Regions from separate parts of the Mus musculus genome. Here regions 2, 3, 4, 5, 6 and 7 are each linked to region 1. The links are chromatin contacts, called in public HiChIP or PLAC-seq and promoter capture Hi-C maps. All regions are on one chromosome and are shown on one strand. Each heading gives the region's core, a stretch centred on a gene start, on an enhancer-like site or on the middle of the called end of the contact. The rest is flanking DNA. Distances are from core to core; before and after follow the strand shown. Region 1 holds the start of Rspo3 (R-spondin 3). Region 2 has its middle 11 kb from the start of Gm22623. Region 3 has its middle 11 kb from the start of Gm40622. Region 4 has its middle 80 kb from the start of Gm40622. Region 5 has its middle 120 kb from the start of Gm40622. Region 6 has its middle 79 kb from the start of Cenpw. Region 7 holds the start of Cenpw (centromere protein W).

Region 1 (3,257 bases), core at 370-2,869:
ATCTGTTCCCGAATCTCTGAAAGATGCGGGCATGCCTTGCACCAATTTAGGTGGAGGCTGCCCTGAGGCATCCATTTAATTCCAGCAAAGGCACAGTTTCACACAGCCAGGACATAATACTCTCCTGTGTAATAGACTGAAGAGCAGAGAGGAGATGTGCTGGGGGAACCCGACTCTCAGTATGCGCCTGTCTCAGGGGACCCCCTTTAAAGAGTCTGAGGTGGCCAGAGCATTCACGTGGGGACAGGCAAGGCGTGAAAGTGACTGAAGTTCGGAACCTCTGGAGTTCCTCTGACTTCCAACCCCAGAGGATGGGACATGGGGCAACTCAGCAGACAGTCGTGGAAGCCCTGGCGCCTCAGCGCCACTCCACTCGTGCGCTTCGTGGGAAGCTGCAGCGCGGGAGCTTGCTCACTGTCCCTTGGGCCCGCCCCAGGTTGATTGACTAGACTACCATAAAACAACCTAGGGGGAGGGGCAGCCAAGGTTCCCGGAGCCAGGCGGGAATTTGGGATGATCCCAGTCTCCTTGCCTGCCATTATCAAACAACCCAAAGGCAGGGAGACCCAACTGCCTGGGGCTCTAGGCCTCCGTCGGAGCCTCAAAGGAAAGCACAAATCCCTACAGCGAATCTAGGAAAGAAAGAAAGATTTCCAGATCCTGATTTACAGGGGGGGGGGGGGGGGGGGGGGGGCAGACTAGCACCGGGTGCACCGACTCCAGTACTGGTTTGTGTACTGGAGTAGAAGAGCCAGTGCCCCGAGTTGCTATCTCCTGTGGGAGGCATAGGGTGTAGGTTGAAAAGACTGTTTCCTCCAGCAGCTGGGTCTGGGCAGGCAAAACCAGCTGACAGGTGAATGTGGTGGAAGGGAGCAAAGACATAACGCAAAGCAAAACCAAAACAACAACAACAAAAACAAACAACAACAATACCCCCTCCTCTCCCACTCCCCCCCCCAAAAAAAAAGAAAACCCCAAACTTACTTCTTCGCTGGCGCCTTCCTCGGGAGGCGTTTTGGCTGCCAATGTATTCCATAAAGTTCAAAATGATAAAAAAACAAGAAATCAGTCGCAAGTGCATAGTAACCCTGTAATGTTTCCCTTTTTTCTCTCCTTTTTCTTTTCACTGTTAGTTATATTTAATGTTTTTTTTTAAAGAAAAATATGTATGTAGGTGTTAGGCGAGTCTATACGAAGAGTAGAAAAACCAGAGCAGCGGGACTTCTCCACTGAGATCCAACAGGCGTGCTGTGATGGCAAGCGAAGCGGGACGGGTGGACCGGGAAACCAACAATTGCATTCTCAAATTGTCCGAACACAGCCGGCTGCTCTGGGGTGGCTGTCATCGCCGCGAGCGAAGGTTGCAGGAGCCTCCTGGCTGGCCGCAGGTTAGCCTCGGTTGCACAGCAGCGGCGGCTGCGGGCGGAATCCAGGCGAGCAGTGGCCCCTGGGGCTCAGAGGCTGCAGCGGCTGCGGCTGTGGCAGGGACCCCGGGAGCGCAGGGAAGCGGACGCCGTGGGTACCGCAGCCATGGTCAAGGGGCGCTGGAGAGACCCGAGCTGCTTCTGGCGTTCTGAGCAGGAGCCGCTCCAGTGTTGGGCCGGGCTAGGAGCACCCCATAGGGAAGGAGGAGGAGGGAGGGGGAGACGGGATGGCTGCGGGGGGCGGGGGGAGCTCGGGGACGGGGAGGAGCAACAACCCGGAGCGACCTCAATAACTTTCAATTTCAAGAGGGAAAGAGGGAGCTGGAAAAGTACAGGCGTTGCGATTTGGCAGATGGACGGGAAGAGGCGCCTAAGGGGTCCCGGGTCTGTGGCGGAGCATCTCTGGACTCAGCAAAGACGGCGGGAGAACGGGAGCAGGGTTGGGGGAGGGACAATTTGAACCCGGCAAGGTGGGCGCACTGGGGTTTGGTGGTTTCTGTCCCAGCTGTACCAAATACCCCAGACCCAATGCTTCTGTTGTCCTTGGCCTCTGGCAGATCTAACCACATAGTAGTGGCCATGTCCTTCAGTTCTTCAGAGACCCTGCCTCACTCCAGCAACTGCTCTTGGGAAGTTCACCACTCGACTCTCTTGTTCCTAATTTCTTGGGATTTCTGGATACAGATGCCCTCTCAACTCTTAGCCTTTCTCAGTGTCTCTCTGTTGCTTTAACCCTCCCCTCCCCCCCAACTCCCTCCCCCCCCTTTTTCCAGGGAAAGTAGCTGTGGTTGTGTTGTGTGGTCTCAAGGGGCTTAGGTGGGAGTTTACCCTTCAACTTGAAGGTGCTTTACCTGATCCTAAGGGGAGGACCCAGAGGTGTGAGCTCTCTGGGTAACCTGGATGGAAAAGCAATTGTACTGTGGCTTTCTTCCAAGCCCAGCCTTTGCTCTGCAAGATCCCCCCTCCCTCAGGCACTTCCCTAAGTAGTCACTGTTAAAGAGTGTTAATCTCTCTCTCTCTCTCTCTCTCTCTCTCTCTCTCTCTCTCTCTCTCTCATCTTCTTATGCTGTTGAGAGGATCTGTTGTACATTCTGGTTTCTCATCTGGGGGACTGAGAATACTATGTGGAAAGATTGTCTCCATTTGGTGATAATGAGTAAAGGTCCATTTCCATTTCTTGCTTCTGTTTCCAGAGCAAGGGGAGTGGGAGTAGAGGGCTCTTGGCAGTAGAGAGAGAGAGAGAGAGAGAGAGAGAGAGAGAGAGAGAGAGAGAATCAGGTTCTCAGGTTAAACCACTACCAGGGAAAAGACCAGGCCCTGGGATGACTTCCGCTGTTGGGCATCCTACCTCTTCTTCTGTAGCACAGACACTTATAGTTACTGAATTGTTTTGTTGGAGGTCACAAGCCTCAAAGCATTTTTAATGTAAACCTGTCCTAAGGGTGCTGATGAGTATTCTGAAGGATTCTTTTGTAATGCTAAAGCTTTATGCAGCATTGGATTACAGGCAGGCCACTTTGAAACCAACTGAGATTTGCAGGAGTGCCTTCAATGTATGCGTTGATAAGTTAGAGGAGAAGCAAATGCCACAGCTCCTGCCTGTCTCATTGAAAAGCACCCCAGGTTCCAGGTCTCTGGAGCCTGTTATGTAGCCCAAGATTGGGGCTGAGATGGAATGGCCTGGATACAAAAGTCAGGAGACCTCGAATAGTTTTTCTTTGCAAAGCTTTAAAACACAGAATCTGAGATGCTGGCCTTTTGTTGCTAAGTCATTATTAAATGTTTTGCCTACTTTTACTGGAAGTTTGAAAACAGGCATACTATTCTCTAAGT
Region 2 (3,257 bases), core at 218-2,717, 970 kb after region 1:
CTGTTTTGATGGACAGAAGACTCAAGTTATAAAAGCCTTTTGTGGATTTCCCATGATGAATTTGATTTTAAACAGATGGGTGCCCAATCATGCATAGCAGTAAGATAGTAGGCAGATATCAGTAACAGTAAGTAACAGTTCACTAAAAACAAGTCACCTTACTAAGGACTGCTAAGGGGTTCCTAAGAGTTATTAGGGCAGAGTGATTGGTTGCATTGTTGGCAGAGGCATAGCTCAATTTAGAACGGGGTCTTGCATTGTTAAGCATTTTGTTGTAAAAGGGATGTAAAGGTGAGGGGTTGCCTGTGTGTCAGTGTCTGTGTGTGTGTGTGTGTGTGTGTGTGTGTGTGTGTGTGTGTGTGTGTGTGGGTGTCTCCCAGGCTGATAAGTTACCTCTGTGCTCTTCATCCTACTCCCTCCCTGACTCAGCCACCCCAAACCTGGAGTTATTTACATCAAGCATATAAAACCAAAACAAACTACTTTATTTACTTGGGTTTTTGTTTGTTTGTTTATTGTAAATGTAACCCAGGGGCTCTACCACTCATCTATTTCCTCAGCTCTAGTTAGTATACTTCCGATAGATGGATCACAAATAATGTCCAACCTATCTTATAGCTAGCTATGTAAAAAAGAAAACCTTTATTGATTATGAACTTGATATTAAGATGAAAAGAAAATATTTGGGGTTGGAGTTGTGGATGAACTGGTAAAGTGCTTGCCTACCATGCACAAAACAACCTTGGGTTCACTCCTAGTACCCTAAAAACAAGATGCAGTGATCCACATATTCCAGTGGAGGAAGTGGGAGGATCTGAAGTTCAGGTTTATCATTGGCTACACAGCAAGTTTGAAGTCAGCCAGGGCTATGCGATACTAAAAGAAAAGAAAAGTTTAGGAAAAATACTGATTTTCCTGATGCTAATAATTTTTTAACTCCTCTCAAAATCCATCTTAAGGCACTACAAAATAATGTAGTGCTATACTTAGAGGCATTCAAAAGATACTCTGACCCATTTGTCAACCCTCCTTTTGGTGGTGCTCAGTGATTAAAAACTGAAAAATAGAATAGGAGCTTTCTGTCCCTTTATGTCCTTTGTTTCTCAGCTACAGACTTTAACAGATAAAAAATATTCTATAAAACAATCAGTTGTAACTTCGCAGAACATGTGTTGTTTTCCTGTCCTTGCTGTTAGTCCCTAAACAGTGCTGTACAGCTCCTGTTCACACAGCACTATAATGCCCTAGGTATCTTAAGTAACTTAAGAATTATTTAGTGTACACACAAAAATGTGTACAAATTATGTGCAAATGCTATGCCATTTTTTAAATGAGACTTGAGCATCTATGGAATTTGACATCCAAGGTGATGGGTACTAGAATTCATCCCCCCCACCCTCACAGGCACCAAGGGAAAACTGTGTTTCCTCTTCATATCTTATGAAATGTTCAGTTACTGGGAAAGTAGGTGAGTAATTATTTCCAAAGTGGTTTTATGTTGTGACTCAGTGATTCATGTTCCCGTTTGAGAATAAGCAAGAGCAAGTCACAATTTTCCCACTGAAAGGATTTCATTTATTAACTAAAACTCAAAAACGCAATTTCTTTGGCAGTTAAAAATGGTATTATTGCTAAGAGTGGTGGTGGGTATAATCCCAGCACTAGGGAAGTAGAAGTACAGTTAAGTCCCAAGCCAGTTTGAGCTACACAGCAAGATCCTATCTCAAAAGCAAAGAACAAAAGAGAGAAATATCAAGATAAAGTTAGTCTTCAGAGTTCAGTAATTCAAACTGAAACTAACAAAAAAAAAAAAAAAAAAAAAGAAGCACACGCCCAGTGATCCATTCTCCTGAGACAAAGGAGAGGGAAAAAACATTTTCGTGGTCTCAGAATGGACAAAGTCCCTTCACAGGAGTGGGGCCTTGCAGCATGCCTCTGCTTACAAAAAACTACCTCTTCAGGGAGCTCTGGGACTACCAGAGAAATGTGTCCCTTTGACACACAGCCAGAAAGTTTGCCCCCACAAATCCTACTAGGGGAAAGCACATGTGGGATATTCCACAAGACTTTAGGCCCAACAGCTCTGTCATTATATCTAATTTTCATAAAGATGGAATAATACAGTATTAAGATACAAGTCAGGCATTGTGGCACATGCCTTAATCCCAGCAACTGAAGGCAGAGGCAAGTGGATCTCTATGAGTTTGAACCCAAGTCAGTCTACAGAGCAAATTCCAGGACATCCAGAGCTATACAAAGAAACTCCGTCTCAAAAATCAAAGAAGAATGAGGAAGAGGAGGACAGGGAGGAGGAGAAAGAGAAGAAGGAGGAGGAACGGGGGAAGAGATGCAAACTGTACTTGATGGTACAGGACTGTAATGTCCGTGCTCAGGAGACAGAGACAAGAGGAATTTGAGTTAAAGGTGAGCCAGGGCTGTGTATAGAGAACTTGGAAGAGGTGGGAGAGATGGAGATCAAGAGCTGGATTCTGCAGCTATGCTCTCCGCAATGAGAGGGCACAGTGAGAAGAAACACAGTGAGAAGACAGCCTTTTGCAAAACAGATGCCAGGTGTGCCAACACCTTGATTTTGAACTTCTCAGATTCTAGAACTGTGAGGAATAAATTTAGGTCAGTTAAATCCCTCCCATTATGAGATTTTGTTGTACAAAGCTGAAAAAATTAAGATCCACATGTGAAAAATAATTGTGATTATTTTGATCTTCTCAAAAGGTCCTACTTCAGTGTTAAACTTTTGGCAACACATTGTAATTTAAAATTCAGTGTTTCAACTCTGTAAGACTATTTTTTAACACTTATCCTCAGGACTGTCTATGATGTGCTGTGGGGCATATGAAGACAAGAAAATACATATAACAAGTCTAGGGTACAGCTCTACTGTAGTGCACACCTATCGTGGGTTCAATTCTGAGCATCACAAAACACATGTGCATATGCACAGATATACATTACATAGAATTAACAGTGTTTTTAAAAATTCCAATGCTGAAAGAAATAAGAAAGAAAGAAAGAAAGAAAGAAAGAAAGAAAGAAAGAAAGAAAGAAGGAAGGAAGGAAGGAAGGAAGGAAGGAAGGAAGGAAGGAAGGAAGGAAAGAAGGAAAGAAAGAAAGAAGGAAGGAAGGAAGGAGAGAGAGAGAAAGGAAGGAAGGAAGGAAGGAGAGAGAGAGAGAGAGAGAGAGAGAGAGAGAGAGAGAGAGAGAGAAAGGAAGGAAGGAAGGAAGGAAGGAAGGAAGGA
Region 3 (3,257 bases), core at 398-2,897, 900 kb after region 1:
TATATATATATATATATATATACATATATATATGCAGACAAAATACTTATATGTGAAGATAAATAAGTCTAACTTTTCTAATTTAAGAATTTTTTTTTAAATTGAAACTTTACAATATAGCAATGAGTTAGCATCAACACTAACTAGGCTCTGAAGCTGTATTGAAGACATCACAGCCTGCCTTCAGTACTGATCCTCCTCAAAGCTTATGACTTCAGGGCAATCTCAAGGACTCATCAAACAAATTCAAACCAAGAGACAATCTGAGAACAAGTGAATTATTACCACTCTCAAAATGTCAAAATGAAAAAAAGATGGAAAGAAACAATTCCAAATTACAAGAGGTATGGCAACTAAATATGCTATGTGTCTTCAGGTTGGTCCTTGAACAAACCTCCCTAGCATATTTTTACTGAGACAATTAAGTAACCAATGAAATGAACATAAAGTCTGCAGATTAGACATCAGCATCAAGCCAACATTAATTTTGAGTGTAATAGTTATAATGTGGTCATACACAACAATTAACTTATTCACGGAAAATATATACCCAAGTATTTAAGGATAAAGGGATAGTCTACAATTTATTGCCAAATGGTCCATGGTAGAAGTATCTATAGAAATAAAAAACGATACCAATAAACTTATTAAAATGTTGACAGGAACTTCTGAGTGAAGGGACAGGAACATGGGACTTCTTTATAGTAGTCTTGAATTTTTTGAGAATTTAAAATCATATAATACGAAAAAATTTAGCAGACTGGGGATATAACTCTACCCCTGTTCACTACCACAGGATCTGAAGAACTAATTCAGTTCAACGAGAGCTGACTGCACAGTTATTCCCTCAGCTTAGCTCCTTCAACATCCACCCGTTTGATGTGCTCACATGTCCTAGAGCTTACATTGGGTTAATAGTATACTCATGGTTCTGGAGAGGAAGTGCCATGAAGGCACTCTGTCAGGATGTCATTCCCAACTCATCCATTGAATTCGGAAGCTGTTTCTTCCTGGTTAACCATGTTTCTGCATCTAGAATCAAAGTACCAACCATACTCACTCCAGGAGGTTTTCCTGATGTTTAAATAAAATACAAATGCATGTGGCTGTGGTTAGCAGACAGTAAATCTTCAACAAATGTCACTCGTTTGTATTATTAAATCAATAATAAATAAATTTTAAGTAATGCACTTCTTATTGAAAGAAGAAAATATGAAAGTGACCAATAAATTTGCACTATGCATAATGAGTTCACGTCAGTAAGACACAACAGGCTGGGACTCATAGGGAAATGTATAGCAGTTGTATATCCATGACCAAATTAGGAAATGCCGAGATCCAAAATAACACAAGACATGAGCATATAGAAGCAACTTAATTCCCTTTTAGAGCCGGAACAAATTTAAAACAAAGTGGAAAATAAAGGCCACAGCTTAAGAAGAAGGAAACCAAGTAACAATACTTAGTCTCCCAGTGGAAGACTTTTAAAAGATAGGAAAGAATATTTGATTGTGAGACAAGGCCTTGTGTGGCTTCCTCGCTTCCTGTTCAGGAGACATTCTGCAGCCATTGTCCAAGATATGCTGAAGACAAGTCAGAGGAGAATAGGCAGATATGAATTGCCCAGAGAGATCAATACGGATTACGAGAAGCCAGGAGCAGTGGAAATTGTTCTTTAAGCCTGAATCATGCAGCCACGATCATTTGTTTCCTGAATGCTGATCTGACAGTGAGAGATAAATCTAATAAAAGCTCTGTAACTTGGAAAGAGGCTTGTTTTCTCTCCAGAGCATCTATGTTTGTGAGAAAATGGTTATTAAGCCTGGAGCCACTGGCAATAATATTTATACCTAGAGCATTCCCTTTGATTTGCTAAGTGTTGCCACACACCATTCTTTGCTTATTCAGTCTCTCTCAGTGGTCCTGACAGAATCCTTTTGTGCAAACCCCTCAGCCACAAGTCGCCTGCTGTGCGATGATTTAGGACTGAAATGTCATTAAGTGGGTCATATTTTATTTGCAAGAGCTGGGTGGCCATTGCTTTAGTACTCTGTCTCCTGACCTGCATACCTTATTTACATTTTTAATATTGGAGGAATAAATAGTTCCAAGACTGATATATCACTTTGTACTTTGTCTAAATGTCCTACAGGCAAGTAAAAGACAAAAGAAAAGGTTTCACTTTGAGATTCAAGAATCTTAGAATCCTGTGTCCTGCCTCAAGCAATGTTCCTCTAATATCAATACTATGTTTCATTATGCATACACGTAAGTAGACATAACTGACAATGCTCAAGATAGAATTTTCCATACTATAGAAAATAATAGATATTAGACTTGCAGCTTTACCTAGCACTCCTGTCTAGAATCTCAAACACCACACTTAGAAGAAATTCAAGCAGCACTCTCAAATAATGTGAATCTTCTAAGAGATATAACATCCTCTTAACATGAAGATACCAAAACAGACCCTGGAATATTAAAGAATGGGTTAAGTTAAAACTACAGTAAATTTTACCTAGACAGTGATCACAGAGCCACAATAGAATGTGAATTCTAAAACAGAGGTAACAACTGAAACAATCATTAGTTTAGAAGTCAATGGTATTCATAACAATTACAGTTTAAACCCAGTGAGTGATTAGTGAATAGTTACTGGAGACCAGCCCTGGGGTGAGCACTTGACAATGGATAATCACCTCAAATTCTCACTTCTACCCATAGAGATGGGTATGACTATAGCTCTCTAAACAAGGGAATGAGACTTAATGTGAGAAAGCAATCTGCCCAAAGCCAGAGTGCCTGGAAATTACAGAGTCGTGTCTAATCTTGGCCCAAGCTGCAGTTCAAATTCAAACTCTTAACTTAGCCACTTGTCTCTTCTTATTCTAGCCTGTGTCCCCTACAGTAAAAACACCCACTGAGACTGTGAACACTAGAAATTATTTGTGTTTGCTTGCTGGTTGGTTTGGTTGGTTTGGTTTGACAGTGTGTCTGCTATCTAGCCCAGACTGGCCTTAAAGTAATGTGCACCCTGCCTCTGAGTTGCTGGGAGTACAGGTGGTAAGAATTTTTTTTAGATCTGCCTAATATTCTAGTTGAGAACAATACAAAGACTAAGGATGTTGCTAGAAATGAACAAATCTCCATAACCCAGTGGTGGCATTTGTTAGAGATTCCATAAATCTCAAATACCATTGTGTTTCTGGCACACTTCTAGGCACTTAACTTCATGAGTTCTCCATATTATCATTCAA
Region 4 (3,257 bases), core at 202-2,701, 830 kb after region 1:
TGGAAGTGGGATACCATTGAGCCTCACTCACTACCTTAAAATTAATAGGGCTTTTCTAAACAGAGAAAAGAAGGAGAAGATGAGCTAGTCAGTCCAGTTCCCATTCCAGGACTGGCAATGCATTGTGTTTTCAATCCTGTCCTTAGTATTAGTTCCTGGAAAAAAAGTACTTTTCTGCTTTAGGGAAAACTAGATAAGGGAAAAACAGACTCCCTTCTGGCAGCTACAACCTCTAGCCATGACAGAACCAGAGACATTTTCAGCTCAAACACTTCTGGGTCTTCTGGCCTTCTGTGAAGATGAGACTGCCTACAGGATCATTGGGCATTTCTGTCGTTAAGCCAAAAACGAAAGAAGTCATTTTTTTTCCTTCTGGGTCTTTTTACTCTAACTGGCTAATGGGTTTCTCCCTCCTGTTTTCATTAATGTCATTTTAATTAACCTTACATAAAGAACTGGACAAATAACTCAGAACAAGATCCCAAAAACATCAAGCAATAAATGTGTTGTGTGTTTATAGCCAAAGGTAATCACTAAAATATCCCTTAAAGGAGAAAGAAAACTTCATCCTTCCAAATGTGTGTCCTATTTATGGAACAATAAGGGGCTCAAATGTTGAGAAAATTGTATTCTTGTAAATACTTATTACGTAAATAATAAAACCTAAAGTAAAATATAATTTGTTTGAGATTTCTAAACAAAAGATTTTACTGTTCAGGGAATACCCTTTGCGCTTTACACTATTAAATTAAGTTCTGTAATTAGTTGGGCTTTGCCATGTGGGCCATGTTCCTATTGCACAAAAATACAATGGGACAGAACTTTAGCAGTCAGATTGAGAAAAGCAAGACCCAGGACTCATAAGCTCTGGAACAGTGTGGCCAATGGCTGGAGCATTAGATCCATCTCACTTTCCTCTCACTGCATGAGTATGTGAATGTTGAATAAAAATCGAGAGACACTTAGCAATTTTGCAGTTTTGTTGAAAGCATATGTATCAGTCTTGCTTCTGTATGTCACAGCTCTGATCCAGGCTCACTAAGATTTCTACATTAACTAATCTAAGAAACACAAATTGCTGGGCTTAGAATTTAAGAAAAAGTTATTTGTCCATTATACATAATATTTACCCATCTGAACTAAATTTGCATTTGAGTGCTATAAGATATATATGACTGTGTATGCATGTATGTGTGCAAGTGTGTGTGTGTGTGTGTGTGTGTGTGTGTGTGTGTGTGTGTGTGTGGTGTGTGTGTGTGTGTGTGTTCCTGGGAGGGTATTCATGTACATGAATTTAGAGGCCAGAGATCAACCTCCAAAGCTATTTTTCAAGAGTTGTTCACTTTTGTTCTTTTGACAGTCTTTGCCCTTCCCCCAGCCTTGAGTAGGCTAAGCAAACCCATGAAGGTTTTCCAACCTAGCTGGAGTCGCCTGACCTCACTGCATTTGCAATTTCCTACAGGAGCCTTGAGGAGTTGACCACCTGCTGAGCTTGCTTTTGCAACTCAATCCAGCTGAAACAAAGGTCTGTGGGTTTTCCCTATATAAACACAGTGCTGAAAATTAAACTTTGAGCCTTGATCAGAAGCCTTTGTCTTGGCTTCATCCTTCTCTCCCCCCTACCCCTGTTCTTTTTTATTTCCAGCCTCCCTTTCAGGTACCCAGTTCAACCAAAGCTACTGGACAGGTGGCTCCCAAGCAAGGGAGGACCAGCTGAGAAACACTGCCTTGGCGGACCTCCACAGAGAAAGGAAGAAGTTACAGTATCCTGCAGTAAACAGCATTAATGCTACTGTTAGCCATAAATTTTATTTTTTGGAAAGCTGTTGTTGCAGAAGGTGCAAAGAGGATAAAGCTAGGATGAACAAGGTTGACCAGACATCGAATTAGCCTAGGGATGTGATATCGAAATCGGGACAGGGGACTTCAATATAGGCATTTGTTCACAGCCAAGAGCTGCTTCAGACAAGAGGAGCGGGGTTTAAAAACAAAACAAAACAACAACCAAAAAAAAAAAAGGTTAGAAAAATATTTAGCTCAAGTAGATTTATTCTCCCAGAAGTAGGAATGGTAAATATGCAAATGACATAAGAAAGAGAAAGGGAGAGAGAGGGGGGGAGAGAGAGGGATAGAGAGAGAGAGAATAGGTTTACGAGAAGCAGTTGTCCTCTGTCTGGGACACATTGGAGAAAAGGAAGGAAAATGATCAGAGCTCTCCTAGGGACAGCAGGAAATCAGGAGAAATCAGGAAATCCTGCTTCCTCTCTGGCTCCTACTGGAGATATCCTTAGTTCAGGTTCAAGTTCTCCCTCTCTGTCTATTGTCTGTAGTTGGTGGACCAATCTGTCCACATGTGTCAGTTTTTTGTTTCTTTGTTTGAATGATTGTTGTTCTGTGTTTCATGTTCAAAAGAAAAAAATGCTTAAAACTTTATCTGTTGACTATCCATCCCTTGATTTAGTTTAACTTGCTTAGAAGGCAGTTTCAGTTTGCACAGCAGAAATTGATAAGTCACCCTGCACTGCAGCTGTGAGTCAAGCACTGCTGGAGAAAAGCTGCTCTTAAGGGGGCCAGCAGCATCTCAAGTTCTAAGTCAAGTAAGCTGATGGCTGTTTTTTCCTAGAAAATTCTCTGCAATTGTGTTTATTGGGTTTAGAAGGTGACAAGGTGCTTTTTCTCTTGAAATTACAGCTAGAAAGGATAAGAAACTTTTGTTTGGTCTAAATATATAAGATGTGTGTAGCCACTTCATTTTTGTTTCTGATTGGTTTTAAAGGTATGAGTGTGTTCTGCAGGTCTTGGCTATAGAGTATTGGCTTATAAGTTATTGGGTATGATTAGAAATTTGTAACATTCGTAAGAGAAATTAACTTAAAACTGGTAACTCAGGGTTGGAGTCATTTTAAACAACAACACATGGCATGAGCCAACCCAGGAAAACAGGTCTCTGAAGATACTACTAAATTGGAATAATATTTTATGTAATTCTTATCCTAGAAACTAGACTTATAAAGGACAGGATTTAAAACAATGTCTCTTTAATGAGACATTAAAAGCTCACTGCCATGCATTCATATATAACAACTGGCAGCCAAACTTTTTAATGTGAAAGCAATGCCCTTGGTATTGATTTTTAAAGAGAATGGGTTGTTTACACTTTTAAAGATTGGGTTTTGTTTTCCAAAGTTGTGATTGTGCTCTGGTGTTACAAGAGAAACTTGAAGATTATGTTTAAACTGCCAGTGTTCCATTGGCTG
Region 5 (3,257 bases), core at 324-2,823, 790 kb after region 1:
GATGCTTCTCTGATGGGAGTTGAGCCATGCAGTGATCTGCACATTCCATATTCACTGAATTTTGCTACTGAAAAGAAAGATAAATATATCACCTATTTTAAAGATCTTTCTTTCTTTGATCAATGTGTTTATTAGACTGGAAAATAAATGTGTTTATTGGACTGGAAAATCTATTCAAAAATATTTTAACCGGGATCTAGGGGAAATAGTTCAGAGGTAAGCACAATTTGAGAGTAAGAACAAGGAACTGCCCCCAATGAAGAGAACACAGGAGAGCTGTCAGGCTGACCAACTCAGCTACCACCCAGGTCTAGATCTAGGACTTTGAGTTGGCCCAGCCCAACATCTACCCCATCTATGAACCACTGGAGCACATGAAGGGGCTGGTCCTGCAGACCCAAAGCTTTAAGATCTCCATGACACAGGCCAACAACAAGAAAACCAAGAGGAGTCCTGGTGAGGATCCAATATTGACAGTGTAGCAGAAGCCAGAGCCCTTGAACCAGACCAATGGACTGAGGGCAATGAACATTTGCAAGTACAGCTGTGTGGACAAAAGACTGTACTGTGGGACACACAGGGACACAGTGAAGTTTCCATGGAGAGATTTTTTTTTTCTTTTTGTTTGTTTTCTTTTGCAGAGGAGGTTGAAGGGCAGACAGTAGATTTGAAGGGTGGGGAAATGAGTGAAATTAGGCTGCATGATGTGAAATTCACAACGGATCAATAAATGGGCTTTTAAAAGGAAAAAGAAAAAAATGAGGACTATTCAAATCTCCCCAGCTTGGCTGATGTAGCTGTAATCTCAGCACTGGAACAGAAACAGGTGGACCCCACCGTCCAGTGTGCCTAGCAACCTCAGTGAGTTTTCAGCTTAGTGCCTGACAATCTCATGACAATGGTGTAGAGAGGGGTAACAGAGGGGTAGAAGAAAACACCCCATATTCTGCTCTCTGCTCTATGTATACACACACACATCCACATTTACACATTCACCATGCACACACACACACACACACACACACACACCCCAAATATCATGTTTGTCAGTTTGCAGGCACCCAGAAACATCAAAGGATATAAAATCCACCCAATTTCATTGATTGCACATATACAGATATTATTTAAAACATGAGTTTCTTGATTTCAAGTGAACCTGCCAAAATGTGTTTCCTGTACTGGAAGCCACACACCTTGAAGAAGTGCCGTTTTCCTCCTTTAACAGATGTTCAATTGGCCAGAGATTTAGCAGGCATTAAAAAAACACCAGTGACCTGAACTTAAGAGCCCACCTGGAAGATTTGCTTCTCCTCAAAGTGCTAAACCTTGATTTTGAAATGGTAATGAGAAAGAAGTTCACAATAACTATAGAAACCCAAACCGGCTCAGCCGCTTAATGGTCAGGGCCCAGAGGCTCCTGAGTTCTGAGGGCTTGCCTTTGTTTATTGGAAGTCATTAAAACGGTGCAGTCTACCCAGCTGATATTAATAAGACACACCATCCTCAAGGCCGGCAGCTCGTCTGTGTAATTCACAGCAGCCCCCAATTATCTGTGGGAGATCTGCAGCCTGATCCACAGCCTGCGGAGGGGGTTCCACTCCAGCAGGCGCTTAATGAACAGACCAGCTTATAAACACAGGCTAATCTCTCCCACATGAGCACCTGAGGAGACTCACCAGTGACAACTGTTTAAATTTTCAAGGAAATTAATGACCCGTAAAGAGGCAGCACTTATCAGGTTTAGAGTAGGATAGATAGAGAAGTTACCACAGACAAAAAAAAAAAAAAAAAAAAAAAAAGTTTATAATCGTCCGTAAGTGCCTCATTCTGTGGCTTCATCCAGGGAACTTTTATTGACATGGTTTCTCTTATTAATGCTTGTACTGGCAGCAGAGAGCAGAGCGACCCAGTTCAGTCTGTTCCTGATACTGGACTCCTAGGGTCGCTAATGAGCAGCTCCCTAGCCTTTGAGCACAAGCCACTTAAAACAATCACGACGGGAACTGGTATCCTAACCCTTAGCGAAAATCCCCCAAAGACACATACACTGCTCTGTTCAACAAGGCATTTGTAAAAGATCAACTCTACCGGGGGGCTGTAGAGGCCTGGTTGAGAGATGAGGAAGAGCAGGTCCACACTGCTGGCTGGCTGGCGAGTGCAGCAGGAACAGGTAATTACGCTCAGCTTGGCCATATAGCCAGAAGTGACTTTTAAAACAGATCTAGAGAGAAATGGCACATGGCAAAGCTTACTACTCTCCTTCCCACCACTCCCACTTCACCCTGACCCCTGCATCACCATCACTCCTGTCCAGCTCTCCAGTTTTGGAACTCCCTATGCATCTTTCACACTGGAATCTTTCTCTCTGTGGTCTGTTTATGCAGGTCGGATGAATGCTTCTTATTGTTATAACATCTCCTATTCCCAAGGACCAGTTAGCCTGAAGAGGCCTCCTTCCCAAAGGAAATTGGCTGGCTGGATCTAGTGTCATACAAACGGAGACGTCAACAGGAAGAGAAACAGAGGAAGATGGGGAATAGACACGCTGCTCAGTAACTGGCACTAAAATGGGAGACTGGCAATGTCAGCCCCTAAATGCGAACACACTATCCTGTGTCACCTGACGTGTTGATTTCAGCAGACAGAAGGAAATTATCACTATCCACGTTGGCTTGCTTTGTTTTTATGGTTTAGGATGAGCTTTGTTTGAGTTTGGTTTCTTTGTTTTTAGTTTGATTTGTGTGTGTGTGTGTGTGTGTGTGTGTGTGTGTGTGTGTGTGTGTGTGTGTGTGTAACAGGATCTCATATAAAATCAGACTGGCTTTAAACTCAGTCTATAATACAGGTTACAGAATTCTAATTCTCCTGTCCCCAACTTTCCAAAGGCTGATATTAGAGAATTCTGCCACTACACCACATGTGGCTCTGCCTCAGTTTGGGGGCAGTTGTTGTTGTTGTTTTAGTTTTTTACGTTTTTACAAATTCATTAAGGAGGTATGTGCGTGCATATGTGCTTGCATACACACCATAGCGTGCAAGTGGAAGTCAGAGGACAGCTGAGTGAATCCAGGTCCTTCCTTCACCATGCTGGTTCCAGGAATCAAACACAAGTGGTTAGGCTTGGCAGCAAGTAGCTTTACTAGCTGAGCTATCTTGCCAGGCCACACTGGTTTTTTTTTTTTATGCAATTTTCACATATGTTTAAACAAGAACAGGTTTTGTGGAAAGACATGGATGTGCTTAAATCCAGGTTCTGT
Region 6 (3,257 bases), core at 513-3,012, 740 kb after region 1:
ACACACACACACTGTCATGAATGAGAATATCCCCAATGGGCTCACATATTTGAATACTTGATCTGCACTTAATGGAACTGTTTGGGAAGGATTGGGAGGTGTAGCCTTGTTGGAGGTGTGTCACTGAGGGTAGGCTTTGAGGGTTTTAAAAATCCTGACTATTTCCAGTTGGTAGTATTCTCTGCCTCTTCTTTGATTTAGCTGTAAGCTCTAAGCTACTGATCCAACTGTTTCCCAACAAGAAGAGAATTGGCGCTATCCTTCTGTAACCGTCAGCTATGACAAACAAAATCTTTTATAAGTTGTCCTGATCACGTTGTCTACACAGTAATAGATAGAAAATTACACAAAAACATGCATATATTCACACACACACACACACACACACACACACACACACACACAAGCTCAGAACAATGCACCTATTAACATCAGAGCCCTGCTTGCATTGATTTACATCCCTCTCTGAATCATAGAGATTTCTCCTCCCCTAACAACAATCACATTTAGACAGTTTCTGTCCAGCATATTTACAGTGTATTCAACAAACAGAACAAAGATCCACACTGGTGTATACATATGCACTACAGCAAGCTGCATTCTTCAATTGAACTTTGGGATGCTTCCCTATTTAAGATCCTATACCCCAGAATGTGCCAGAAATATGATTAAAAACAGAGGCATTATGAGAAGTCACATTCACAGTAGGAGAAATGAGTACATGATGTAATGTATAAATCTAAATCAAGAGCCACCACAGCTCCATCCCTTAGCAGCTAGCATCTCTTTCTTTTATACCCCATAAAAAGAAAATTCAGGCTGTAACCTGGGACCCTTGAGTACTCTCAGTCATGTGGCCTGCTGCCAATCTTGACATGGTATCTTTCTCTAAGCTCTACTATGGCTTCCTTCCAAACAATGTTATCTTGCTGCCTTTGCACATCTGTGTAAGCCTTTATAAAGAATCTGAAAATGGAGGGGGGATGCTGGAGACACAACTCAGTAGTTAAGAGCATGCACAGCTCCTTCAGAGGTCCAGAGTGTTGTTCTACCAGGCATGTTGGTGGCTCACAAACACTGGGTATCTACTGCTGTCTCCTGCTGGCATTTATGGACATCCACACTCATATGTATCTAAGTAATACACATACACACACATAATTAAAAATAAAATATTTTAAAGGACCTGTAAAAGTCCAACCTAGACCCTCAACCATTGCTAACACTGTCATCTCTTTAATAGCCCACAACATCTCCATAACTTGAAGCTAGTGGTATTTACAATTGAATTTTTTCTTTTCCTCTTTGTTGTATGAATCTGATCTGTTTAACTTTTGTTTGATTTTAGTTTGGGAAAGATTGTATTTTTTTAACCACTATACCAAATATTATGTTTTGACACCCAAATTTCACACTTAATTTCCATTTTTAAAAATCCCTGTAGCAACAAATAATATATAATTTGGCTTAAAGAAGATGTCTCTGAACACTACAATTTAATGAACTCAGTTGAAATGGCATGTGAGAACACGAGGAACAGCAGAATAATGTCCCAGCTGAGAAAGAATGAGACATAAATAACACCCAAAGGATTTCAACCACAACGTTCTTGGACCAAGTGCTTCTCGATTTTGTTTAGCTCAATTTGTAACTAAATTATCTCTGAGGATGAGGGCTCAGAATACTTCACAGGACAGTCAGTAATGAAGGATCCAGTGACTATCATAGCCTCCTTTTTGCTTGCACACTGTTGATACAGCTAAAAGTTCAACTCCTCAACTTAACTCCCATGCCTCCTAATGAGGGGAGCATAACACTATCCAGGCATCTCCCAGCACAGTGATCTGAACGCCAGTGCTCCACACACGGTGATTTATGTCAGCTTGGTTAAAAATCACCCACATGCTGGAAACCCCTGTGGAAAGGTGTGTACTGGCCCCAGGTCAGAGCTCATTTCTTCTCCCTCCTTGATTTCTTCTCCCTATGCAAGATCTACAGGTGGAGGGACATATTGTATTTGTCAATCACTCCTCATGGGAACACGGAGAAGAATGTTGGCCTCCTTGAAATAATTTACATTTAATTTAGTTAAAGGGGCACAAATGATGGAGCTGCTTGTACCATCAGCAAGAAGCATCGCTTGGAAGATTTTTCATGTAGGATGGGAGCACACATGGCAAACACTTTCTATCTTCTGATGCTAGAAAAAATAGCACAGAGTAAGAGATTGTTTTCTTGACAATACCATTCTAAATAAATCCTTGGAGGGAAAAAGTCAGGGCAGATGGCCTGGGGCCAGCCAGGAAACCCTTAATCACCCAGAAAAACAAGAAACAGAAGAGGTCATTATTCTTAGTGGGCCAGACTGTAAAACAGTGTTTGTAAGTCTTCAGATTTATAGCAAAGCACCTTTAAATATCTCAAGCAATTATAAAAACAAAGGCTGCTCCAAAGGCATTATGTAAAACTCTCTTGCTTCTTTTCTATAAACAAGAGAAAGTGTCCAACTGTCTTCAAGCTTCATCAGAGAACTTTTTCATTGTATCTATCACTGAATTATTTTATCATATGATAGGCTTATCAAAATTAATTTTAAATATGATAATAGCTTGATGGATGGAAAGACTAATGAAATAGTAGTTGACTGTTAGATAAATAAATAGATAGATAGATAGATAGATACATACATACATACATACATACATACATCGATAAATACATGATAGATTTAAACAGATGAGATGATTTATAGATAGGTAGGTAGGTAGGTAGGTAGGTAGGTAGGTAGGTAGAGAGAGAGAGGGAGAGAGAGAGAGAGATAGATAGATAGATAGATAGATAGATAGATAGATAGATATGGATAGATAAGTAGATAACAGGTAGATATACAGATAGACAGACAAATAGAGTTTACAGTTCGTCAGACAGATAGATATAGATGATAGGTGATGACAGGTAGATTAGATAAACAATAGATAGATAGATAGATAGATAGATAGATAGATAGATAGACAGATAGATAGACAGACAGATAGATATCCACTTTTGATCATATAATTTGTTGTATTATCTTCCTACTGAGGGTGTACAAACTCTGTGAGAGACTAAGTAAAATGTCTTCAAGTGGACGGGCCATATTGGACCTGGTGTCATCTTTTGAAACCCAAGGCAGCCCTGGAAACTAAATGAAGTTAATATTTACATAGCTTTGAAATAGTTTCATTGTACTTAAACTTTCATTATGTCATGCAGACATT
Region 7 (3,257 bases), core at 304-2,803, 660 kb after region 1:
TTTATCAGGTATAATTATGAAGTTAATGGAGAGCAGAACACTGTAAGCAAAGAAATGTCAATGAGCAACAGCCTAAACAGGAGCTGTTTAACAAGAGTGACAGAACAGGAAACCAGCACCTGGGAACAACAACTGGCCGAACAACTGGACCTTCCCTATGCTACCACTACAAAGTGTTGGGCTTCAACTCTGCTTGACACCTAGAGCACTCCACCGGAGTCCATACAGCCACGGGTCACTTCAGGACAGAAAATGGAAACTAAGCTACTTGAGAAAGGCCTGACAATCCCTTGAATCAGCTAGTGAGCTCCTGGATATTCCTCATCAGGTGGGTTTTGTTCTCTGTTAGACTCCAGGGAAAACAGAAGAAACTATCAAAAGTGTATTCCACGGAAATCCCAGCTCACTTACGCTATCTCAACCACTAAGGAGTCAGGGATGTGGAAAAAAACAGCAATGGAGAGAGAGAGAGAGAGAGAGAGAGAGAGAGAGAGAGAGAGAGAGAGAGAGAGAGAGAGAGAGAATGTAGATAATTTTGTAGTAGTCAAGAAAACCAGTATCTGGAGATGGCTCAGTGGTTAAGAGCTCTGCATCCCTTGTCAGGCACTTGGGAGGCAAAGGCAGGGATGAAGGTTGGGGGCCGGGGTGTCTCTGTGAGTTCCAGCCTAGTCTACAAACTGAATTCCAGGACTTCCCCGGGCAGGTACAGAGAAACTCTGCCTTGAAAATCAACATACTGAGAGTGTTAGTGGTGGTGGCAGAGGTAGGCCGATCTTTGAGTTCGAAGCCAGCCTTGTCTACACATCAAGTTCCAGGGTAACCAGGGCTACACAGACAAACCCTGTCTTGAAAAAAAAACAAAACGAAACCAAAGTAAAACAAAACAACACCCCCCCCCCCAAAAAAAAGGGCAGAAAACAAACTGATTTTACTTTCAGGCTGTAACATTGTTATTTATTTTTGGGCCAATTAATTAGTGGAAAGCACTATATTTCAGGTAAACACGAGTCTGAAAAACGAGTCTTGAAAGTTTTAAAGACTTGACGCCACATCTACACGATCACTTTAGTAGGGGACCTAGTGCAGCGGCCATAGAGAAATGGGTTCGGTAAGAACATACAGGAGCTGGGGAGGCAGGCAGGGGCCCAAATCTGTTTCTAGCCGGTTTACCTTCCATACCCGGATCAATTAAACTAATCCCAGAGCCAGGCAGTCTCCTTAACGGCTGGCCCTGGAAGCAATAAGGGGGGGTGCGGGGCCTTCCCGCGGGAGTTTTGAACGGGCTCCGCGTCCTCCTTCCGCGGTCCCCCGGGGCAGGGCGCTCCGCGGCCGGTCGTGGCCGGCGGGCCTGAAGGCGGAGAGAGCAGGACTTACCAGGAGGTCGCAGCACCTCCCCAGACCTAGGTGAGGCTTCTTCTGCTTTAAGGTGCGCTTGAGGAAGGCGCGGGGCGCCTTGCGCTTTACCCGCCTAGTGACTGTGGTGGAGGGCGCCATCCTCGCGGCCCGTCGCACGTCAGGGCCGCTCACCACAGACTGACACGCCACTTGCCTCCCCACACCGCCGAGTGGTCGATTTGAATTGGCCGCCGGACGGCGCACGGCTGTGACGTCACTGAAAACCACACCCACCGCAGCACCGGAAGCGCAGGCTGGAGGATGGACTCCTCAGGAAAAGGGTGTGTCCTGCGAACCCACTGCTTCAAGGTCTCTAAGGCTTGCTTTGCTGTTTTTGTCTGTAGTTTTCTATGGTGCTGTAGTTCGACTCTTGGTTCCATACAAAGGATGAGAAATTGTGAAAATAGTCAATAAGCCCAGTAAAACCCTTCTGTGCTCACCAAGCTATCCATATAGCAACTGGATTCTAATGAATAAGAAAGTAAATGAAAGAAGTTTGTGTTTTATTAGGAACTTAGGCCCGATTTTTTGATATTACCAATAAGCAATGTATATTTTTATATTATTGCATTTGGCTTTGCATGAGATTCTTTTTTTCTTACACCAGATTTTCCTCACAAATGCTCTCCCTTCATTGTTCCCTCCCTTAATTTCCCTATAGCTTTCAAATATACTTTCTTTTTCTTTTATTGAAAATAGATTTCTTTTTCATAAGCTGTATTCTGATTGCAATTTCCCCTCTCCTACCAGCTCCAAAATGCTCCGAATTTCTGTTCCTATTCACATCAATACCCTTTCAGTCTCTCCTCAGAAAACAAAACGGGATCTAACAAATAGTAATAAAATAAAATAACAAAGCAAAAACAATCACAAGAGGGAAAAAAAACAGAAGAAAAAGAGCCAAGGAAAAACCACAAGAAAGCATTTAGAGGCAGAAGCACACATTTGAGCACCTAAGCATTCAATAAAAATCACAAAAGCAGAAGCAATATTATATATTCTTTTTTGCCATATAATCTTATATTTATTTTCATTCATATAGTAATGAGGCTACTGCAAGCCAATTCAGATATTGTCTTTAAAATACTGTGGTGTCAAAAAAAATAAGCCTACAAAATGCAATGTCTGTTCTTGTGTGTACACTGCATCCCCAGCTAAATACCTGTGTGCCAATTAAATGGTATTAAGAGATATGGAAGAAATTGATCCTATTAAAAGATTTTATCAAGAAGTTTATAATTCTTCAAAGTTTCAGAGGCTCATCAGACAGGAAAGACATAAATGTTGCTGGCGCTTGCATTTAAATCTCCAGGTCAAAACCACAGTCATTTTCCCCATGAACACATCATTTTAGGTCTTTCTTGACTTCTTCTGTCAGATTCCTAGGACATTCATTCTATCAAAAATGTTCTCTTTTTTTTTTTTTTTGCCTTTTTTTATTAGATATTTTCTTTATTTACATTTCAAATGCTATCCCTAAAGTTCCCTATACCTTCCCTCTGCCCTGCTTCCCTACTCACCCATTTCCACTTCTTGGCCCTGGCATTCCCCTGTACTGGGGCATATAAAGTTTGCAAGACCAAGGGGCCTCTCTTTCCAGTGATGGCCAACTAGGCCATCTTCTGCTACATATGCAGCTAGAGACACGAGCTCTGGGGATACTTATTCGTTCATATTGTTGTTCCACCTATAACGTTGCAGACCCCTTCAGGTCCTTGGGTGCATTCTCTAGCTCCTCCATTGGGGGTCCTGTGTCCCATCTTATAGATGACTGTGAGCATCCACTTCTGTAATTGCCAGGCACTGGCACAGCCTCACAGGAGACAGCTATATCAGGGTCATGTCAGCAAAATCTTGCAGGC

What was found. Promoter capture Hi-C pulls out the DNA fragments that hold promoters and counts their contacts. HiChIP or PLAC-seq counts read pairs in DNA pulled down with a chosen protein or histone mark.
Region 2: a CTCF HiChIP or PLAC-seq map of the NIH/3T3 cell line shows a contact between it and region 1, with 8 read pairs. The contact joins the enhancer-like site here to the promoter of Rspo3 in region 1. A contact is called at or near these places in 5 of 39 promoter capture datasets (the 3T3-L1 cell line, cranial neural crest, frontonasal cranial neural crest and 2 more), 1 of 15 datasets of contacts at CTCF or cohesin (the NIH/3T3 cell line), 2 of 484 Hi-C or Micro-C datasets (the G1E-ER4 cell line and embryonic stem cells), 8 of 115 datasets of contacts at active chromatin or transcription factors (craniofacial prominence, embryonic basal ganglia, embryonic forebrain and 5 more) and 2 of 9 other capture datasets (adipose tissue and embryonic stem cells).
Region 3: a contact with region 1 is called in an H3K4me3 HiChIP or PLAC-seq map of neural tube, with 8 times the contacts expected there. The contact joins the enhancer-like site here to the promoter of Rspo3 in region 1. A contact is called at or near these places in 21 of 39 promoter capture datasets (the 3T3-L1 cell line, 3T3-L1-derived adipocytes, the C10 cell line and 12 more), 1 of 15 datasets of contacts at CTCF or cohesin (the NIH/3T3 cell line), 57 of 484 Hi-C or Micro-C datasets (3T3-L1-derived adipocytes, the AML12 cell line, the C2C12 cell line and 33 more), 13 of 115 datasets of contacts at active chromatin or transcription factors (cardiomyocytes, craniofacial prominence, embryonic basal ganglia and 10 more) and 2 of 9 other capture datasets (adipose tissue and embryonic stem cells).
Region 4: an H3K27ac HiChIP or PLAC-seq map of epiblast stem cells shows a contact between it and region 1. The contact joins the enhancer-like site here to the promoter of Rspo3 in region 1. A contact is called at or near these places in 11 of 39 promoter capture datasets (the 3T3-L1 cell line, the C10 cell line, the SN4741 cell line and 5 more), 1 of 484 Hi-C or Micro-C datasets (uterus), 7 of 115 datasets of contacts at active chromatin or transcription factors (embryonic forebrain, embryonic limb bud, embryonic stem cells and 4 more) and 1 of 9 other capture datasets (embryonic stem cells).
Region 5: a contact with region 1 is called in an H3K4me3 HiChIP or PLAC-seq map of embryonic limb bud, with 7 times the contacts expected there. The contact joins the enhancer-like site here to the promoter of Rspo3 in region 1. A contact is called at or near these places in 10 of 39 promoter capture datasets (the 3T3-L1 cell line, 3T3-L1-derived adipocytes, cranial neural crest and 5 more), 2 of 484 Hi-C or Micro-C datasets (both in nephron progenitors), 5 of 115 datasets of contacts at active chromatin or transcription factors (astrocytes, embryonic forebrain, embryonic limb bud and 2 more) and 1 of 9 other capture datasets (liver).
Region 6: a promoter capture Hi-C map of second pharyngeal arch cranial neural crest shows a contact between it and region 1, with 6 times the contacts expected there. The contact joins the enhancer-like site here to the promoter of Rspo3 in region 1. A contact is called at or near these places in 12 of 39 promoter capture datasets (the 3T3-L1 cell line, 3T3-L1-derived adipocytes, the C10 cell line and 6 more), 11 of 484 Hi-C or Micro-C datasets (adipose-derived mesenchymal stem cells, cerebral cortex, cortical neurons and 3 more), 6 of 115 datasets of contacts at active chromatin or transcription factors (craniofacial prominence, embryonic forebrain, embryonic limb bud and 3 more) and 2 of 9 other capture datasets (embryonic stem cells and liver).
Region 7: a promoter capture Hi-C map of neural stem cells shows a contact between it and region 1. The contact joins the promoter of Cenpw here to the promoter of Rspo3 in region 1. A contact is called at or near these places in 15 of 39 promoter capture datasets (the 3T3-L1 cell line, cranial neural crest, embryonic stem cells and 8 more), 8 of 484 Hi-C or Micro-C datasets (adipose-derived mesenchymal stem cells, cerebral cortex, cranial neural crest and 3 more), 10 of 115 datasets of contacts at active chromatin or transcription factors (astrocytes, embryonic basal ganglia, embryonic forebrain and 5 more) and 2 of 9 other capture datasets (embryonic stem cells and pancreatic islet).

What each region holds. Positions count from the first base shown.
Region 1 is chr10:29,534,248-29,537,504 of GRCm38.p6, forward strand. Rspo3 (R-spondin 3) reads right to left here and starts at 1,620. Exons shown (of 5, transcript NM_028351.3): 1 at 985-1,620. The coding sequence starts at 1,081.
Region 2 is chr10:30,503,449-30,506,705 of GRCm38.p6, forward strand. No RefSeq gene overlaps it. Among named protein-coding and RNA genes, the nearest start is that of Gm22623, 11 kb to the left of the region's middle. Within about 2 kb of position 1,468, at least 5 of the 459 cell types and tissues checked have an H3K27ac peak or open chromatin away from gene starts, as enhancers often do. A contact at or near this core is called in the NIH/3T3 cell line, where this site is marked.
Region 3 is chr10:30,438,089-30,441,345 of GRCm38.p6, forward strand. No RefSeq gene overlaps it. Among named protein-coding and RNA genes, the nearest start is that of Gm40622, 11 kb to the right of the region's middle. Within about 2 kb of position 1,648, at least 4 of the 459 cell types and tissues checked have an H3K27ac peak or open chromatin away from gene starts, as enhancers often do. A contact at or near this core is called in neural tube, where this site is marked.
Region 4 is chr10:30,369,275-30,372,531 of GRCm38.p6, forward strand. No RefSeq gene overlaps it. Among named protein-coding and RNA genes, the nearest start is that of Gm40622, 80 kb to the right of the region's middle. Within about 2 kb of position 1,452, at least 5 of the 459 cell types and tissues checked have an H3K27ac peak or open chromatin away from gene starts, as enhancers often do. A contact at or near this core is called in epiblast stem cells, where this site is marked.
Region 5 is chr10:30,326,523-30,329,779 of GRCm38.p6, forward strand. No RefSeq gene overlaps it. Among named protein-coding and RNA genes, the nearest start is that of Gm40622, 120 kb to the right of the region's middle. Within about 2 kb of position 1,574, at least 22 of the 459 cell types and tissues checked have an H3K27ac peak or open chromatin away from gene starts, as enhancers often do. A contact at or near this core is called in embryonic limb bud, neural tube and second pharyngeal arch cranial neural crest, where this site is marked.
Region 6 is chr10:30,278,334-30,281,590 of GRCm38.p6, forward strand. No RefSeq gene overlaps it. Among named protein-coding and RNA genes, the nearest start is that of Cenpw, 79 kb to the left of the region's middle. Within about 2 kb of position 1,763, at least 5 of the 459 cell types and tissues checked have an H3K27ac peak or open chromatin away from gene starts, as enhancers often do. A contact at or near this core is called in embryonic limb bud and second pharyngeal arch cranial neural crest, where this site is marked.
Region 7 is chr10:30,198,987-30,202,243 of GRCm38.p6, forward strand. It overlaps Cenpw (centromere protein W), which reads right to left and starts at 1,554. Exons shown (of 3, transcript NM_001109747.1): 1 at 1,375-1,554. The coding sequence starts at 1,494.